Regions from separate parts of the Acanthopagrus latus genome. Here region 2 is linked to region 1. The links are chromatin contacts, called in public Hi-C maps. All regions are on one chromosome and are shown on one strand. The core of a region is the stretch at or near the end of the contact, and the rest is flanking DNA. Distances in the headings are between cores, read along the strand shown.

The links. A called contact is a pair of places that touch in the nucleus more often than the background predicts.
Region 2: a contact with region 1 is called in a Hi-C map of muscle, with 3 times the contacts expected there. The contact joins the promoter of thbs1b here to the promoter of katnbl1 in region 1. A contact is called at or near these places in 3 of 4 Hi-C or Micro-C datasets (liver and muscle).

The regions. Positions count from the first base shown.
Region 1 is chr22:10,213,444-10,216,537 of fAcaLat1.1, forward strand. katnbl1 (KATNB1-like protein 1) reads right to left here and starts at 1,674. Exons shown (of 10, transcript XM_037087495.1): 1 at 1,438-1,674; 2 at 724-848; 3 at 548-585; 4 at 63-345. The coding sequence starts at 732.
Region 2 is chr22:10,452,460-10,455,553 of fAcaLat1.1, forward strand. It overlaps thbs1b (thrombospondin-1), which reads left to right and starts at 1,546. Exons shown (of 23, transcript XM_037087156.1): 1 at 1,546-1,790; 2 at 1,951-2,035; 3 at 2,191-2,750; 4 at 2,965-3,040. The coding sequence starts at 1,972.

The DNA.
Region 1 (3,094 bases), core at 424-2,923:
TTAGAATTAAGATTATTGAATTTGCAGCATAAAGGAGCACTAGTTTTAACTGTGACACTCACCTCAGTAAAGTCGCTGTACTTGGAGCTGGCCCCTGCCATCTTGGAGGCCTCTGCAGAGTTCACAGGGAGCCCACAGTTCTCATTGTAGTACATGCCCCGCACATCATCGGAGCACGTCAGCTCATTTTCTTTGTTGGCCATGCTGCGGTCACTGGCACGGCCTACATCTGATGTTTTGCGGTGCAGCTTCGAGCCCACCTCCGCCACTGGACAACCCTTCCTCTTCGCAGATGTCAGTCGCTTCGCTTTGCCTGGGTTTTGTGCTCCGTAATGGACTTGAAATCTGCCAAGTGGAGAGTCAGCACGATCAGATGCGAAGCCGTCTTTATTTGGAAAACTATTCAAATAAGCCACAGAGATGGTGATAATGCTTATGGAAAGGTGCCACAATGCTCCAGTGACTGAGTGGGATGATCTGTGGGACACCGATGATGAGTGAGTGATCATAACAAGATGAATCCCACAGGTGTGGATAAGAGACTCACCTTTCTTTATCTAATTCTTCCTTATTTCTAATATCCACCTAAAACAAAAGGATAAGGGATGAGGCCACTACAACTACAATACCACTGAACTGTACTTCACAGTCACCAGGCTATAACAGACAAGTGGACCACTGTTTACACAATAAGCCGTCGTGTTTGCTTTCATATCACCATACCTGCTTCATGTTCTTTTCAGCAGAAAGTTGCAGGCAGGATCGCAGAATGCCATTGGGTTTATCCTGGTTGATGTTAAAGACTTCCCGTTACCGGACATGCTTACCAGCTGCCACAACACGGAAAACTGTTGGACAAACGATTGTGGAACAGTTATTGACGGATCTTGCTCAGTTGCAGGCGTCACAGTCAATTTTCATGGCCTAACAACTTACGGGTTGGCTAGCTGTACACAACAATTGCAGCACTGTGACTTAAATCGACCAAAAGCGAGGCATTCAAATGAGATAAACAACACAAAACAGGTTAAGTGTGAGTTACAAAGGCGTTGGCCCCCCGCTGCAAAAGCTCTGACGTTAGCTAGGTGAGCTGCAACAAGTCACAAATGTCGCTCTACATTACACACAAGTTAAGGCAGCGTGCTGTCTTAAAAACAAGACAGCAGACGTTTGGAGGAGAGCAACGCTGCGTTTCATTACGTGCCTGAGCTAAAAGTTAGCACAGGTTCCAAGCTAGCGCCAGAGCTACCGTTAGCTCTGACGCTAGCTCACAGCTCAACTATCAAGGATACACGGAGACGCTGAAAGTGACTATCTGGGCCGCTCGTAGCGAGCTAACGCTAGCTAGCTAGCCTTCCCAACTCAGAGAACATATGGCTTCAAAATGACAGTTCGTAGATTACTTTCACCACCTAAACATTAAAGTTGAAAACCAACCGTATCATTTTGTGGGGTGTCACAAAGTCTCGCCAGGTATGTAAATCCAAAACGAGAAAAACTGGTTACACTTAACAGCAACTCCTCTGTAGTCCAGGTTCGGTAGCGTTTAACAGTTTTACCATTCAAATGAATACACCGCCGGTGTGTGGGGATTGTGGGATTGATTTTGGAAAAGAAAATCTGGAGATTTAGCGACGCCTGCTGGACATTAACGAGCAGAGTTAAACCCCAATGTGCCATGGCGCCACCCAGTGTCATGTAGCCTGTACTGCAGGAGGAAGGAAGAGGAAGAAGAAGAAGAAGAAGAAGAAGAAGAAGAAGAAGAAGAAGAAGAAGAAGAAGAAGAAGAAGAAGAAAAGGAGGAAGAGGAAGAAGAAGAAGAGGGAAGAAGAAAAAGTAGAAGAAGAAAAGGAAGAGGATGAAGAGGAGGAGGAACAAGAAAAGTTAGAAAAAGAGGAAGACAACAAGGGAAAAGAAGAAGCAGAAGACATTTTTACAGATTGTTTAGATTACTACTGGCTTTTGGAAACTTGAGCATGATTTCCCTACTGATCAAAAAAAGTCTTATCGACCCACTGATAACACAATTTATGTGTTAATTGTATTTTCTATTATCATTCTATTTGTGAGACTAATGTGCCTCTGAAATAGAGTCGCAGTAGAAAGTGATAGAGAGTTTTCTCAAACAAGTCCCTCAAATTTCGTAAAAAATATTTTATATATCACTGCCGGTGTGTAGGGATTGTGGGATTGATTTTGGAAAAGACATAACTATATCAAGTTCTGTGATCTTAATCAAATCTGTTTGACCTGTTAAATGAGATGGATAAATTCATATTTATATTGCATATGTGTAAGGCATACAACTGTTTCCAGCCTGTTTGGACTTATAAGACACAGATAATTGATTAAAATACACAACACTGATATCATGTAAATCTGCAATGAAAAATCATACAAAGTCTTTGAATAGAACATCCTGTGTTTTTTTTTTCTGAGGTTGTTGTTTTTTCAGGCTTTGGAGGCAAAGTTGGCAAATTTAAACTCATCCTAAACCAACCAGTCAAATGTGTAAATGTATGTATGGTAGAAGATCTCAAGGCCATTTCATGAAGAAATGAAGCTACATTCCCCTTCGTTCCCTTGAATGCTTTTCCGGAATAAGCCAGGTGCATCATGTGAATAATAGCTTCATGACCTCCTGGAGATGGTGAAACATATAAAATGAATGAAATAAATCAACATTGAGACAGTGTTGCATAATTTTACATTTTTGGAACAAGAGCGGCTGCAGGAAAGAAAAAAACAGGAAAAGGGCCAGGGCTGCAAACCTTGAATGACAATCTTACAATGACATTAGGATCTAAGTTGACCTTGGGTTACCTGCCTTTGCAACCGCACCTGCTTATTGTCATGCACGCAAAATTGAATTTCTGCTGTTGACATAAGTTTTTCCATTCAAATCGTTCATTCTTTTCGTGCCTCACAATTGAATCATTCAGTCCTTTGGTCAGGATACATAACCCTGAGCAATATTCCGTCACGAAAACAAAACAGAAACACAGGTTACAGAAGAGACTGAGCTGAGATAACGACATGTTTTAATCACCTCTGTCTTGCTTTCCTTGAAACAGCGAAAACATAAAGAATAAAA
Region 2 (3,094 bases), core at 296-2,795, 240 kb after region 1:
TACATTGGACAGGCTGCTGTTTTCCCCGCTGCTCCACTGCTTTAAATAGAAATAAACTGGGATTAGATCTGTGCGACAGCGAATGCATCCGTGTCACCTTTTGGCAAGCAAGAAGGAAATCCTCCCCATAAACTATAAACAGACTTCTTTTTTTTTTTCTCATTCAGTGTAAACAGCTTAGGGAGTGACTGAATGACTGAATTGCTGTTGCGCTGCGTGAGTTTGACTGATGCTAAAGTTGTAATTCTACCCGATGCATGATGTGACATTTGTTTGCTTGTTTGCTTGTTCGACAAGGACAGCTGTACCTGAGCCAGCTGTGCGTTCATTTCTATCTGTAGTCTCTGTGCAGGCATGTGCTGTATCCTCTGTATGACCGAATTTGTGAGTTTTGTTAATTGGGATATTTATGATGTTTGTGCATTGCAGTGCCGCGCTCCTCAGATCCACATGTTTCTATTCCCCGTTCCTGTTTATGAATAATTTTCTTCTTCCCCCTGCCTATTCCTTCTCCTGTGGCAGACAACAACACGCCTTGCTCAACGACACAACCATCACATAATCAAGAATAATGCTATTGCTCTGGAAGGTGCCACTGCCACACTGTTTTTAAAAGACTAAGTGGATTCTTGCACACAAAAAAACCCAACAAAAACACGGACACTCTGAATGTGAGCTCAGGTGTGCTGCAGCGTTTCCCTTCCACTGCCTCAGGCTGCTCTCCAGTGAACTCACGTCGGCTCCTAGCGGCCGGTGGAGGAACTGCAACAAGCTGAGGATGATACAGTCACTCACTGCTGCTCAGACCTGATATAAGACCTATTAGACATAGGAGGAAAATGCTGTTATTTAACGAGTTTCAACGAAAAGGAGAAGAACAAGTCCTGCAGTATATTTAAGAATACATAACACAACTGTAAACTGTATGTGGATATCTGATTTTGTGTTTCCTCGAGGAGCATTCTAGACACAAAGTTGCACCATATGCAAGGAGCTGCATCAAAAATGTGAGTTTATTTGAGTGTTGAGAATAAAGTTGGACCTAAAATAAGTTGCAGAGGTGCACTTTTTGTGGGACCCAGGCTGTGTGCACGACTGGAATATCGGAGGGAATATGGGAAACGTGTGTGTGTGTGTGTGTGTGTGTGTGTGTGTGTGTGTGTGTGTGTGTGTGTGTGTGTGTGTGTGTGTGTGTGTGTGTGTGTGTGTGTGAGGGCTGATGGATGAGACGCAGCGAGAGGAAACACTGGTCCATTAAAAGTCTGAGCGCAACTCACTCAGGGGTTGGTCCCTCGTCCCAGCCCGGCGGAGACTTCTCCCTCTCTCCCTCTCCCTCTCTCCCTCTCCCTCTCTCCCTCCCTCTCTCCCTCTCCCTCTCTCCCTCTCCCTCTCTCTCTACCTCTCTCCCCCCCTCTCTCCCTGTCCCCCTCTCCCTGCTCTAAGAGGATAAGCTCGTCCCTTTTTCTCCCCTCGCCGTGATTGGACGAGGCCACTTCTTAGGAATGGCATCAAACTATTTAAATAGCACTTTGTCCCCCCTCGGCTTAAAAGGGAGTTTTTTAGCGGCCGATACCAGCAGGGACAAGTTTGTATTTTTTTCCCCCTATCAAGGACAGAAAAACACATTGCAAGATTTCTTTTTAAAATATATTGTTATTTCCCGTCTTTTTTCGCGTTGGAACTTTTTCATTTTTAAATTAATTCTTTCCTGAGGATTATTGCTGCGTCTCTGGATATTTTTTTTGCTGGATTTTATTGTTTTATTTTGATCAGCTGTTCTCGCAAAGCAGGTGAGTGACAGATATTCCGGGGAGTGCGTCTGTTTCTGCAGCTGCACCGGCAGCCCTTAATATTTTTCTTCATGTTTTCAACCTGTTGCACGCTGATTGTTAAGCTTTTAGTGTCATACATGGTTAGACTGATGGTTTCTCTTGTCCTTATGTGTCACAGGCAGCAGGTTGGTGTTTCGCCATGAAGCTGACAGGGATATTTTTGCTATTGATGCTTTGGACCTGTGAGGGTGCGAGAGTCGCAGGTGAGTTTTTTTCTGGTCCAACCTTGCAGAACGTTTTTTTGTTTTTTGTTTTTTTTTTCTTTTCATATAAGAAACAAATGATGGTTTATTGTGAGGATGTAACATCCAGTGCGCTGCCACACAAAGCCTGACTGCCTCTTGTTATTCACCCGCAGAGAGTCGAGACGACAACAGCGTGTATGACTTGTTCGAGCTCGTCCAAGTCCCCAGGAAGAACCACGGGGTCACTCTGGTGAAAGGAGATGACCCGTACAGCCCCGCATACAAGATCCTCAACCCGGACCTGATCCCCCCGGTCCCCGAGAGCGCCTTCAGGGACCTGATCGATTCCATCCACGCCGAGAGGGGATTCCTCCTCCTGCTCAACTTCAAGCAGTTCAAACGCACCCGGGGAAGCCTCCTGACCGTGGAGAAGCAGGACGGCTCCGGACCCGTGTTCGAGGTCGTCTCCAACGGCAAGGCGAACACCTTGGACATAGTTTTCTCCACCGAGAACAAGCAGCAGGTGGTCTCCATCGAAGATGTGGATCTGGCGACGGGCCACTGGAAGAATATCACGCTGTTCGTGCAGGAGGACCGGGCGCAGCTGTACGCGGGATGCGACGAGGTGAACACCGCCGAGCTGGACGCGCCCATCCAGAGCATCCTGACGCTGGAGACGCCGGCCAGCGCGCGGCTCAGGATTGGCAAGGGAGCCGTGAAGGACAGGTTCATGGTGAGAGCATGGCCATCACACACTCGAGATTAATGCTTTCTGTTTTTAATGTTGTCAGAGGAGAGTTTTGTTAACAAACCCTAATGCGTAATTGTACCCAAATGCGTAAAAACGCACAAGTCGCAGGGGTAAATGATTATTCCAGTGCTTTTGGTGTAATGTCTTATCCACTTTACGCACAATTGTATCCTAAACCGAACTCTGATACCTGCAGGGAGTCCTCCAAAACGTGCGGTTTGTGTTTGGAACAACACTCGATGCCATCCTGCGCAACAAAGGCTGCCAGAGCTGTGAGTAATCAGACATCTCGCGTGTTTACTCATCACTCATCTGCTTCATGCGCT